Regions from separate parts of the Mus musculus genome. Here region 1 is linked to region 2. Evidence: chromatin contacts called from public HiChIP or PLAC-seq data. All regions are on one chromosome and are shown on one strand. The core of a region is the stretch at or near the end of the contact, and the rest is flanking DNA. Distances in the headings are between cores, read along the strand shown. Region 1 overlaps Arid4a (AT rich interactive domain 4A (RBP1-like)). Region 2 overlaps Arid4a (AT rich interactive domain 4A (RBP1-like)).

The links. HiChIP or PLAC-seq counts read pairs in DNA pulled down with a chosen protein or histone mark.
Region 1: an H3K27ac HiChIP or PLAC-seq map of embryonic stem cells shows a contact between it and region 2, with 5 read pairs. The contact joins two enhancer-like sites. A contact is called at or near these places in 18 of 39 promoter capture datasets (the 3T3-L1 cell line, 3T3-L1-derived adipocytes, the C10 cell line and 11 more), 19 of 484 Hi-C or Micro-C datasets (the 3T3-L1 cell line, 3T3-L1-derived adipocytes, the AML12 cell line and 9 more), 2 of 115 datasets of contacts at active chromatin or transcription factors (the HPC-7 cell line and embryonic stem cells) and 2 of 9 other capture datasets (adipose tissue and liver).

The regions. Positions count from the first base shown.
Region 1 is chr12:71,049,228-71,056,004 of GRCm38.p6, reverse strand. All of the region lies in intron 11 of Arid4a (AT rich interactive domain 4A (RBP1-like)), which reads right to left. Among named protein-coding and RNA genes, the nearest start is that of Arid4a, 37 kb to the right of the region's middle. Within about 2 kb of position 2,529, at least 14 of the 459 cell types and tissues checked have an H3K27ac peak or open chromatin away from gene starts, as enhancers often do. A contact at or near this core is called in embryonic stem cells, where this site is marked.
Region 2 is chr12:71,092,655-71,099,644 of GRCm38.p6, reverse strand. Arid4a (AT rich interactive domain 4A (RBP1-like)) reads right to left here. Exons shown (of 24, transcript NM_001081195.1): 24 at 294-2,144. The coding sequence ends at 2,041. Among named protein-coding and RNA genes, the nearest start is that of Tomm20l, 15 kb to the left of the region's middle. Within about 2 kb of position 4,019, at least 12 of the 459 cell types and tissues checked have an H3K27ac peak or open chromatin away from gene starts, as enhancers often do. A contact at or near this core is called in embryonic stem cells, where this site is marked.

The sequences.
Region 1 (6,777 bases), core at 1,280-3,779, 42 kb after region 2:
AGAGAGAAACCTAGACTACATTGTGTAAGAAATGAGGTATTTTGAAGAAAAGAGAAGTTGTGTCAAAGACTGTTCCAATTAACTTCAAACAACAGTCCAACAACTTGTTTCACACAGCAATTTCCCAAGATTTTACATAATCCACATTTATTCATTCTTCACAAACTAGGTGATGAGGGTTTAATATGGGCCATGCACCATAGTGCTCGCTGCCAGGGTACCCTGGGGAGAAAGGAGGAAGAACAAAATCCCTGGCACACCTTGTGTCCATTTACAACACAGAAAAGGGGAAACAGAAACTGAAGTGCTTGTGAAAGCAGAGAGTTTCTCATAAGAAAAAAAATGAGAAAATAGAGAAGGTATTGGATAGCCTACTGAGCTAGCAAGTCTGCTTTGAAGACACGATGGAGTAGTGTATCTAAGTACTTCCGTCCACAGTCACATACACACACACACACACACACACACACACAATCTCTTAGATATACACATTCATACTGATAAGAGGGTAGGCAGTTTGCATTTGAAAACCAACAAGTCGACAAAATTTGGAGCTGTGACGAAAGGATGGACCATCTAGTGATTGCCATATGCAGGGATCCATCCCATAATCAGCTTCCAAATGCTGACACCATTGCATACACTAGCAAGATTTTGCTGAAAGGACCCAGATATAGCTCTCTCTTGTGAGACTATGCTGGGGCCTAGCAAACACAGAAGTGGATGCTCACAGTCAGCTATTGGATGGGTCACACGGCCCCCAATGGAGGAGCTAGAGAAAGTACCCAAGGAGCTAAAGGGATCTGCAACCCTATAGGTAGAACAACAATATGAACTAACCAGTACCCCGGAGCTCTTGTCTCTAGCTGCATATGTATCAAAAGATGGCCTAGTTGGCCATCACTGGAAAGAGAGGCCCATTGGACACGAAAACTTTATATGCCCCAGTACAGGGGAACACCAGGGCCAAAAAGGGGGAGTGGGTGGGTAGGGGATTGGGGGGGTGGGTATGGGGGACTTTTGGGATAGCATTGAAAATGTAAATGAGGAAAATACCTAATTTAAAAAAAAAAAGAAAAAAAAAAGAAAACCAACAAGTCTGTAAAAACAAGCAAAAAGTGATTTGGATTAGTCGGCTTCCCCTGCTCACACCCTAACAGAGGGTGATTCCAACAGTGATGAGAAAAGGTTTACTTTACTGCTGGCAGATGTTCTGTTCCAATACAACAGACACATTACAGTGCCTCGGTGGAATAGTTAATAACGACTTCAATTTAAAAAGAAAAATATTTTAAGAATATGTTTTAAAATGTATTTAGTACTTGTTAAATGTGCACTGGTGTTTCGCCTGCATGTATGTCTGCAAGGGTGTTGATCCCTGGAACCGGAGTTACAGAGCTGTGAGCCCCACATGGGTGCTGGGATTGATCCTTGGCCCTCGGGAAGAGCAGTCAGTGCTCTTAACTGCTCAGCTATCTCTTCTCTAGCACCCAAAAAGATTTTTTTAAATATTTATTTCTTTTTTGTGTATGAGTACACTGTTGCTGTCTTCAGACACAGCTGAAGAGAATGTTGGATTCCATTACAGATGGTTGTGAGCCACCATGTGGTTGCTGGGAATTGAACTCAGGACCTCTGGAAGAGTAGTCAGTGCTCTTAACCACTGAGCCATCTCTTTAGCCCTAAGAATACTTTTTAAGTGGCTGGAGAGACAGTTCAACAGTTAAGAACTCTTGCTGCTCCTGCAGAAGTATTTGACTCTCAGAGTCCACACAGTGTCTCCCAGGTGTCCCTAAGTCCTGTTCCAGCAGATCTGATGCCTTATTCGGACTTCCCTAGACGCCAAGCATGCACACAGTGCACAAACATACATTCAGGCAACACACTCATACATATAAAATGAAATAAATCTAAAAAAATGAAAAAGAAAAGGCTTGGTACAATGACCTGCACCTGTAGTCGCAGCTACTCAGGAGGCAGAGCCAAGAGAATTCAAGAGCGCAGGAATTCAAGGTCAGCCTGGGCAGCAGAGCAACACTACATCCCAGAAAAGGTGAGGGAGGGCGAGGGAGGGAGAACTTAACATAGACGCTAATGAACAATCTACAAAGTAAAAACAAAACAAAACAAAAAACAAACAAAAACCCAACTATGTACAAAGTTTCAAATACAAAACCAGATAGTAGAGCAGGAAATAGGATACAGTTGCCATCCCAGAGCTTGGGAGGTAAAGGTAGGGGGAATTCAAGGTCATCTTCTGCTTAGGCTTCTAGAGCTCCTGCCTTAAATACACAGGGGTGGGGAGATGGCTCAGTGGATAATGGTGGCGGGTTGCTACCAAGCCTCACAGCCAGAGTTCAAGCCCCTGACTAGCATGGCTGGTGAGCCTCCTCTACCCAAATAAAATGTACATAAATAACTAACTATAAAGCAAAAGAGAAATAAGTTTTAAAAATTAAGTAGGCAGTATTTGTGTAAGGTCCAAAGGTCCTGACAGCAGTGAATTTCCTGAATAAATAAATCTGGAATAATGTGACATTAAGTAATGCCAAGTACACTGCTTTGAAAAAGAGATATTACATAACATGCTTTAGAAATATTTTAAGTAAAAAGTTAAAAAAAAAAAACACCTCTTTTGTGTCCTAAAATTATTTATTCCCAAAGGGATCACATGTAGTTTCTGGTTTGAAAAAACTAGCTTCAGATCTAGTGCAGAGACCAGCCTGGGGGAGGGGGAGGGGCAGGCCAGCAGTTATGTGCTAATGCACTAGTCTAGGAAAAGCCAGAGATTGCCTGGACCAAGTGCGGCAGAGTAAAAATGTAAAGAGGTGGGCAAAGTAAGGAGCTATTCAAGGAGGTAGAAGACAAAGGGTTTGTGTCTGAATGGATTCAGATGGAAAGACCAAGAAAACAATCAAGGTGCCTTCTGTGTATCTGGCTTAGGCAACTGGGTGTGGTGCTTTTATTAAAATAGATTAGGAATGGCCAGGAAGGGAGGTAATCGAAGCTGTGGGCATACTGAGTTTGAGTACTTATAAACATGAAAAAAATTCCAGACAGTTTTATATAAATGTCTGTAGCCAAGAGACATCTGAGGTGTGCACAGAGATTTGGGGTCATTCTATCATTTAGTTGGGAAGTAAACCAGAAAACCAATGTAATGTCATGCCATCTGAGTGCTACTAAGGTGTCAGATGAGATAAGAAACACTGTTGTTTGGTTAAAGGTCTCTGGTGACTGTCAGCAGTTGTTCTGGTTGTGATGAGAGGACAAGACACCACAGTGACAGATGCAACTGAGCAACCTGGACAAAAGGGTAAGCGCAGACAGACAGACAGACAGACAGACAGACAAGTGGAGGAAACTTGAGGGCAGAAGAGGCGGGAACAGAATGGAATGGGCTAGAGGAGGAGGAGAGGGAGCTGATAGACTCAGACTTCTGATCCAGAGCAGAACCCCAGGGACCTGGCTCTCAGAGGGCGACACGCTGTCAAGTGTGCCTGGGAAAAAGAACAGGCTGTTGGGTCTAAGTCTCCTCTCATGCCTCATGCGGTTCATAATCTGCTCCCACCCGAAACTTAGGGGGTTTCTTTCCAAAGCCGGAGTGGAGACAAGGTGACATTCAAAGAAGATGACTTGATTGCAAACACTGAATTACCCAGTAATAGTTGGAGAACCAGTTAACTCAGATCCTAAAATTTACAGAAATACCATTCCTCACTGAAATACCATTCCTCACTGTTACACACATGCCAAACACTTCCAGGAACACAAAGGAAGTGATATATTTACTGCAAGATGCTGTTTTACAATTTAACCATCCCACTTAAAATAATTTTATGACTCTTGCATTTCAAAAGTTAAAGTAAACCCAATAAATTACTTTTCCACTTGAAATGATACATACACTATAATCAAGATGTGATAGTCGTGCTCTCATCAAGACCATTTATTTATCTTATTTATTTATTATTTGTTTGCAAATACTGCATGTGTGTGTGTGTGTGTGTGTGTGTGTGTTTCAAGACAAGGGCTCTCTATGTAACCCTGTTTGTAGACCAGGCTGACCTCAAATTCACAGAAATCCTCCTGCCTTTGCCTCCCAGGTGCTAAGATTAAAGGCATGCACCATCACCAGCTGGTTATCATCAAGTTTTTAACGTCACCCAAACCTCTTATATGACCTCTAATATAAAGTATGATTACGTAAAACTTTTTTTTTTTTTTTAACCATGGAGAGATGGCGCCATGGTTAAGAGCACTGGCTGCTCTTCCAGAGGACCTGGATTTGATTCCCAGTTCCAGGGGATTCTGACTCCCGCCTTCTGGCCTCCACAGATACCAGGCATGCAAGTAGTGCAAAGACATTCATACAGATAGAACACCTCTACACAATAACTATTTTTAAAATGTAGCTAAATTTATGTGAACAAATGTATAAATCTTATTAGTCTCATTATGTGAATTTAGTGTTGTTTATGTTTTAGGCTGAAGTAGTAACGACTTTTAAAAACTCATTAAGACTTCTTAAATAGAGATTTCGGGGCTGAAGCGATGGCTCAATGGTCAAGAGTACTGAATGCTCTTCCAGAGGTCCTAAGGTCAACTCCCAGCAACCACATGGTGACTCATAACCATCTGTAAAGGGATATGATTTCCTTTTCTGGTGTGTCTGAAGACAGCCACAGTGTGCTCATAAAAGAAAAAAAAATTAAAAGAATAAAGAGACTTCTCTTTTTTAATGTGTATGTATGTTTCTGCCTGCATACACAAGTGCTCCATATGCATTCAGTGCCTGAGTAAGCCAGAAGAGGGCACTGGATCGCCTGGAGCTGGAGGTAGAGATGTCTGTAAACTGCCATGTGGGTGCTAAGTAGCAAACTGGCCAGACTGAGGTCTTTTGCACAATCTGCCATGCTCTTGGCCCCTTAACCATCTCTGTCCAGCCCACTGTTATTTTTCATTTCCTTGTTTAATAGTCTAAATTTAAGCAAATTGTTGTATTTGAATGTAAGCTAATATCTAAGGTATTCATTAAAGGAGGTTGTGTCAAATCTACTTAAAGCCTATTATTATTGGTAACTGAAGTTATTAAAATCAGCTTTGATATCTATATTAAAATTTAAAACCTTAAGCTTTACTGACATTACAGTTTTCCTGAGTTATCAGGCATTTACTGTGGGTCTATACACAGAGTGGTCTTGAATAGTCACCAGCAAATGCCTATAACCTACATGGGCAGAGATTGACACAGATGACATTTGATTCAAATACCAAAAAAAAGAATAGTCATATTTCCAGGAATTTAAAAACTTAAGCACTTATGACTTTTACAACAATGGAAAATTATCTTGGGCACTAAATATGGTAATCCCTACAAAAGCTTCAAGATTGGAAAAATGAGTATGTCAATACATTAGACCAAAAAGAGTAGATCTTATAAAAAAACTCACTAATTTTAATTTTCATTGTTACACATGAAATCTGATACACAAGGTCTACTGATAAAGTCATGATGATTTAACCTAAAACTGGTTAATTTCCTCTTGATAATTAACCTTTTAACATCTTACCCTTAGAAAACTCCCCTACATTTATCCAATATAAACCTAAGTCAAGAGAAATAAATAATTCCTATCATTTCTATTCATCTGGACTTTCCAATAAATTTCCAAGCTAAAAAAAATTAGTAATGTCTTTTCTAATATAAAACTTTCTTAACAAAGACATTTAAATAAGACCACAAAAATCATCTCTAAGCAGCTCTTTTTGGCCTAGTTATCTATGTGTTGCAATTACCAATACAGACAGGAAGTATTCCTGCCCCATCCGCAAGTCTCTTCCAAGCACAGCCTGAGACACGCTGCTTACACTCAAAGCCTGACGTGGCCTCTGAGTAGGAAATAAAATACTAAATAAAAAAGCTCCTGCCCCTGGAAAGCTGCACAATGTCCAATCTTACTGCTCCAACTAATGCTTGAATCCCCGCAGCACGGTTAACGAACAGAGGCTACTGCTCATTCGCACTGCACAAACACCAACACTTGTATGATTCTGCAGCATATGCTTGCTAGCCTACCCTGGCTGACGATCTACAGTGTTGTTTAATGGTTTACAGAATGTTCCAAAGGATCTTTAGATCCTTGTAGAGCAGCATCCCATCCTCATAAGCAGCCCAGCATCCCTTCATCTGAGGGAGAACTATGCTCTGTACTGTAATACAGCAGTTAGCCTCACTGGTGTGGGGAAGGCCCATAATGACTAAGCCAGGTAGGCCCTGGCTCCTCAGATCAGCCAGTGCACATCACACTCCGGTTTCTCCTCTTGCTATGTGTGCTTTGAAGCAGCTCTCGATTGATCAGCATGTTAAATTGTTTTAAGAATTATTCTTCAAGATGAGTTAGAATGATTCAGCAACTAAATCTCAAATCCAAGAGCAGGAAATGCAGCTGATCCTTCCCCTGAAACAAACACGATCTCACTAAAGGAAGCCCACTAAGGTGGCCAGAGAACTACTTTACAACAAGCCTGTGGCAATTGACCAAACAGTGGGAAAATGAGCAGCTGAGAAATAATGTAGAATAAACTGCATAAAGCATGCCTACAGTTTGTGATTTTTGCTATTTTTCTGTCAGGAATAAAGCAACCGTACCCACTAAATTTTAGCAAGTTCATAAGAGACACACTGTAAGGAGACATTATTTTTCTAAGTGTCCTTATCTTTGAATTTTTCTTTGCTGTTATTCCTGCAAATTTTAGCCTCTGCTCTGTGCATTT
Region 2 (6,990 bases), core at 2,770-5,269:
CCTAGTTTTGTAGAACCTAATTTTCCAACTATAAGTTACTGGCATTTGGAAAAAATAGTCACTTAAAAGAAAACTAGGGGGCTGGTGAGATGGCTCAGTGGGTAAGAGCACCCGACTGCTCTTCCGAAGCTCAGGAGTTCAAATCCCAGCAACCACATGGTGGTTCACAACCATCCGTAATGAGATCTGACTCCCTCTTCTGGAGTGTCTGAGGACAGCTACAGTGTACTTACATATAATAAATAAATAAATCTAAAAAAAAAAAAAAAGAAAACTAAAACTGTATAGCCTATGTTTAAGACACGCCCACTGGGCTCCTTTTTATTTGACATTGAGATACTTCTGTTTGCAAAGAAAAGACAGGAAAGTTCATATTACAAGAGTACTTTTTTGTTTTAATTCTCTGAGAAAATGGAAGAAGTCTGAATCCCAGGTTCACAATGTGGCAAGATGACGTGGAGAAATATAATTTCGGTAATGCTCTGCTGTAGCAATGTGCTGTGCCTCTGTCCGCCCTCAGGGTCAAAACCCCCCGGGCTACCACACTACAGCATATAAACACAGAAAAGGAGGCTTCAAAACAACCCCTTTAATGTACAAACATGAGTTTAAAAATGCTTTTTAAAAAAATCACCTTTTTTTTAACATAATGTATATGCAAAACTGCTTTAAATACATGATTTTGGAAGAATTATTTACAAATGTATCAGTCTGTGTAACAATTCACAGACAAAGAATACATAGTGGCTTTACGTGACTGTTGCATCTTGACTTTGGGAGATATAAAATTTATTCGGCAGTACAGCGAACACAAAAACTGTGACAAAGCATCTTAAGGGCAACCAAAAATGTGATCCTCAAAGTGGTTTAAATACGAGGACTGCCAAAGTTTCTAAACAAGGACAGACTTGAGTGACCCAGATGCCCACTCTCAGCTGCTCGGTTGGGAAGGTTGAGACAGACGCCCTGCAGCACCCGCGGCTGCAGACACAGCCCCCTGCAAAAGGGGCAGCTGACCACTACTGCCATCCAAAGAGTGAATTAACCTAGAATTGTCTTTTTTTCAATTTTATTAATATTTTAAAAAATACATAAAAATACAACCATCCAATGTCTGAATAAATATATTTAACAAGTTGCAAGATAATACCTTATTTTACACAAAATTTTCAGCTTTAGAAATCTTGTTAAATAACTTCATTGTTGTTATATATTTCATTTTTGTATTTTTGTAACAAAATAAAAACTCTGAAATTACATAGAAAAAAGACAAAATATTTTTGTCAAGGGATAAGATAGTCCACTGAAAACTTATTCACAATTCCACTGTAAACATTAATAAACATTAAAATATTTGCATAATTGTGTGCTCAAAAGTCCTATAAAAAGTGGAAGACTTATTACAACTGCAGTTTTCAGTCAACTACACTTCCTTTCACAATTTATTTTGTCCCATTTACACTTTTAAACCTGGGCACACTGCTGCACATATACTTTGGCAGTTCTACATAGCAAGTGCTTCCACAAAATTGAAATGAATAAAAAATCAACATTAATAATAATTATTATAATAATTATAATAATACAAGAATAAAACAAAATCAACCCCCTACTCACCAAGTGTTCAATGCATCTCAGTGAAAGTGCAGCAGTAACTGCTAACCAGATAATGCTCTCCTGTCTGTTGTGTGCGCTTGTCTATGATTTCTAGAACACTTGAAAGCTTTATTATACAAATTCCATTTTGCTAAGTGCCCTTTTTTTTCTCTATCACACACACACACACAAAAAAAAAAAGAAAGAAAGAAAGAAAATACAGAGGAAAAATTATGACCAATATGGCAGGCTGCCTAACCTTCAATTATTAATAAGCTTATTTTCTGCAACAATAAAAAAAGGAGAGAGGAGGGTCTAGATACAATCCTGGAAACTATACAGGAAGGATATACTTAGCCGGCTGAGTGCTTTCTGTGGTTGTATTTCAGGGTTTGGGGATTTATGTCCATGGCAGCAAACTGCTGTGGGGTGGAGAACTGTTCATCACCTGCACTCTACAGCAAGTACATTTTGGGGGGGAGACGATGAAGAAGGGCTCATTCCAGTGTCTGATGAAGCAGAGGACATTGACGCTCCTGCGTGAGACACTGTGGAATCAACACAACCAGGTTAGAGCAAGAAATGACTACTCAGATACCTAAAGTTAGATGCTAAATTCTAAGGAAGATTTGTTGTTTGTTTCTGCGACAGTCTCACATTGCCTAGGTTAGTTCAAACTTGATATGTAGCCAAGGATGACCTTAATTTCTGATTTTCTCGCCTCTACTCCACAAGTGTTGGGATTACAGGCTGTAACTAGATGTTTAGCATCATTCACTTCAATCAAGGGCCGATTAAACGATGCACAAGGGGTGCAAGTTGTCAGCAAGCACTCTGCTGGGCTCACCTTTGGGCCAATTAAGGGAATTAACCCTACAGAAGAGATATCACAAGGTTGGGAGGCAGCGGGCAGCGCAGGAGCCAGGGTGCTATGCACAGGCCCTGGATTCCACTCCCAGCACTGCAACCAAAATGAAAAACTAAACAAAGTCAGACATCACAAAAAGTAAGGATTAAAAGAGAGATGAAGTCTGGTGTCAGGTAGGGGCAAGAGTAGCAGAAGATATACACTGGGCAATGGACCCAAAGGCTTCTCTGCTAGGTAAGCGCTTTGAACTGAGTTATACCATCCCACCCTGTGTTTACCGACGCTGTAATGACTTCTTTTTGTTTGTTTGTTTTTTTGTTTTGTTTTTTTTTTTCGAGACAGAGTTTCTCTGTATAGTCCTGGCTGTCCTGGAACTCACTTTGTAGACCAGGCTGGCCTTAAACTCAGAAATTCACCTGCCTCTGCCTCCCAAGTGCTGGGATTAAAGGCATGTGCCACCACGCCCGGACTTCTTAGTATTTACCATTTTTATTAAAATGGACAAACTTTCAAAGTCTAATTTCTTTCCATCTGCTCCAGGCCATTTTTCAGTATTGAAAACTGCTGGCCTAAGAATAGGCCAGGGCATCCCCAGAAGTTCTGTCAGAGGGCGAACTCTCTCTCACCGCTCTCAACAGTCAGATGTGCATGTGGGTGTGTGCATGCGTGGAGTTATTCAGGCTAAGGGAAACGGCCACACCTTCCTCAGGAGCCTGAGTGTGGGTGCATCAGGAGTGTACAGACACTGCAGGTTACCCCACAGACATCTATCTATCTGAGGTGCTTTTTGTTGCCTTTTTTTCCCCCGAGAGACAGGTTTCTTGTAGTCTTCGTTCCCAATCTGCCTCCTGAGTGCAGGGACTAAAGGCCGGCCTCACCACTGCCCGGCTCTCTTCCTTTCTAATGTTGTTTTTTGGTTTTGTTTTGTTTTTCAGTTTTACATGTATTCCCCTTTTATTATTTTCTTAAATGCCCCTGTCATACTTTCATAGATTTGTCTTTATATCTGAAAAAAAATCATTTTTCTTCTTTTTTTTGTTTTTTTGTTTTTGTTTTATTTTGTTATGTAACCTTATATAACCCAGGTTAGCCTTGAATCAGCCACCTCCTTCAGGCTGCCCTTGAACTCTCGATCCCCTGCCTCCACCCCTGAAAGGCTAAGATTACAGCCAAGGCGACAAGCCTCCATGAACAGCTTAAAATGTTTACTATATCTTGTGCTTTTAAGTAAATAACAGTTTTTTTCGAGGTAAGTGTCTTTTCTTTCCCTCTTTTGGTCTTTGTCTTTGTCTAGGGTAGACAGTTTGTCTAGGCATAGTTAGTTTCTTCAGGAGAAGCCTCCTCTCCCGTCTCAGGGACGCGCATACTTAGCTATGGTTCTCAAGAGTGGGAGGGTTACATCGTGGTTTAGGAAAGGACAGAGAGAGCCACCATTCGGTACTCACTCCTGATTTACCCCTTTTCTGTCACCATTAGCTATAGCTGGTGGCCCTAAGTCTACAACGCTGGTTCTGTTCATGTTTCTGCTAGAGGTAGGGAGAAGTGAACCTTTCTTTAAAGGGTAGGCATGATGATCCCATTTCTCAACACAGTTTCAACCAGTCTCATCCTGTCCCTAACTTGAGACCTGTCCTGCAGTCCTGGGGGTGTGAGCTGACAGCTTGCTTTTTTTAACTCTAAGGGCACGTGAGTGTGCTCTTGGTGCTGCTTTATCGGGGAGCGCGGCGGTCTGTGAGTGCGCTTGGTCAGAGCAGAATTTTGTGGTAGAAGGGAGGTGCTTGGGTGGAAGTTGAGGAGGAGACTTTGATGGTTGGTCCCAGTGGGCAACTTGATTAGACTGAGAAGTGTCAGGAAGAGGAGGAAAGAACACCCCTGTGTATGCGTGCATGAGGCATTTCAGAAACAGTCCTAGCGTGCTGGCTCTGACCTCATCAGTGGGGTAATCCTTGATGGAGTCATAGGATGGCCTTCTTTCCTGAAAAGCTGGAGGTGGAGCAGTGGGAGGGAAGAGACCCCGGAGACACATCCTGGGATATACTGTGTCCTGATTCCCTACATTCTTTTGTTAACAGCAATGTAAAACGACTGATACAGGAGCGATCATAGTTTGTTTTGATCCAACAATGCATGAATCTCCCTCCTATTTTTCCCAGTGACTGGCATTATCATCTTGGACACTACAAGTCTCCCTACAGTCGCACCGAGTGATCACCTCTCCTTGTTTTCATCTGATTACTAATGAGTTTAGGACACAGAACTCAATTTCTGTTACTGTTATTTTGGCAGACCTTGAATAGGTACCATGTCCAATGTTTGACTGGCTGTCGACTCTGCATGCTTAAAGTAAAGCACAGATACGACTTTAAGATTATTTCACAGTAGACTGGTTAATGTCCTACAAGGCACACACTATGCAGCAATGTTAAGATACTAGAAAGTGAAGCCTGTGTCTAATTCATACAGCTTCTGCATCACCTGTGGAGACCTGGCACGTGACATATGCTCATTAGTGTTGCCTTGTAGCTGTCTATGAATGATTTATGGCTCCACATAGGTAGTGCTGAAGATTCCTAGGCCTATTCATTTGGTGAATCACAAATAACAAACATAGGGGCAGCCAGTAAATATATGTTGGGTAGATATATCCTCCTGGAAAACCCAACATGTTTAGTAAATCACAAATTTTAAAGTAGTTCATACTCTTTTTCAAGGGTCATTCTGGTTAATTCAGCTGCAGTACACCCACTTTCAACAAGAGGAGAAAACACTAACTCTCAATGCAACCAGCTATTACCCATGGGCTTGAGATTCAAGCTTACAATCAAAGGACAGGAGTGTATCTGAAGGCAGAGAGTGTATCTGAAGGCAGAGAGAGTGTATCTGAAGGCAGAGAGTGTATCTGAAGGCAGAGAGTGTATCTGAAGGCAGAGAGTGTATCTGAAGGCAGAGAGTGTATTTGAAGGCAGAGAGAGTGTATCTGAAGGCAGAGAGAGTGTATCTGAAGGCAGAGAGAGTGTATCTGAAGGCAGAGTTGTATCTGAAGGCAGAGAGAGTGTATCTGAAGGCAGAGAGTGTATCTGAAGGCAGAGAGTGTATCTGAAGGCAGAGAGTGTATCTGAAGGCAGAGAGTGTATCTGAAGGCAGAGAGAGTGTATCTGAAGGCAGAGAGTGTATCTGAAGGCAGAGAGAGTGTATCTGAAGGCAGAGAGTGTATCTGAAGGCAGAGAGTGTATCTGAAGGCAGAGAGTGTATCTGAAGGCAGAGAGTGTATCTGAAGGCAGAGAGAGTATATCTGAAGGCAGAGAGTGTATCTGAAGGCAGAGAGTGTATCTGATGGCAGAGAGTGTATCTGTATCTGAAGGCAGAGAGTGTATCTGTATCTGAAGGCAGAGAGTGTATCTGAAGGCAGAGAGTGTATCTGAAGGCAGAGAGTGTATCTGAAGGCAGAGAGTGTATCTGATGGCAGAGAGTGTATCTGTATCTGAAGGCAGAGAGTGTATCTGTATCTGAAGGCAGAGAGTGTATCTGTATCTGAAGGCAGAGATTGTATCTGAAGGCAGAGAGTGTATCTGAAGGCAGAGAGTGTATCTGATGCAGAGAGTGTATCTGAAGGCAGAGAGTGTATCTGAAGGCAGAGAGTGTATCTGATGGCAGAGAGTGTATCTGTATCTGAAGGCAGAGAGTGTATCTGTATCTGAAGGCAGAGAGTGTATCTGAAGGCAGAGAGTGTATCTGATGGCAGAGAGTGTATCTGTATCTGAAGGCAGAGAGTGTATCTGTATCTGAAGGCAGAGAGTGTATCTGAAGGCAGAGAGTGTATCTGAAGGCAGAGAGAGTGTATCTGTATCTGAAGGCAGAGAGAGTGTATCTGAAGGCAGAGAGAGTGTATCTGTATCTGAAGGCAGAGAGTGTATCTGAAGGCAGAGAGTGTATCTGAAGACAGAGAGAGTGTATCTGAAGGCAGAGAGTGTATCTGTATCTGAAGGCAGAGAGTGTATCTGTATCTGAAGGCAGAGAGTGTATCTGTATCTGAAGGCAGAGAGTGTATCTGTATCTGAAGGCAGAGAGTGTATCTGAAGGCAGAGAGAGTGTATCTGAAGGCAGAGAGTGTATCTGAAGGCAGAGAGTGTATCTGAAGGCAGAGAGTGTATCTGTATCTGAAGGCAGAGAGTGTATCTGAAGGCAGAGAGAGTGTATCTGAAGGCAGAGAGTGTATCTGAAGGCAGAGAGTGTATCTGAAGGCAGAGAGTGTATCTGAAGGCAGAGAGTGTATCTGAAGACAGAGAGAGTGTATCTGAAGGCAGAGAGTGTATCTGTATCTGAAGGCAGAGAGTGTATCTGAAGGCAGAGAGTGTATCTGAAGGCAGAGAGTGTATCTGAAGGCAGAGAGTGTATCTGAAGACAGAGAGAGTGTATCTGAAGGCAGAGAGTGTATCTGTATCTGAAGGCAGAGAGTGTATCTGAAGGCAGAGAGTGTATCTGAAGGCAGAGAGAGTGTATCTGAAGGCAGAGAGTGTATCTGAAGG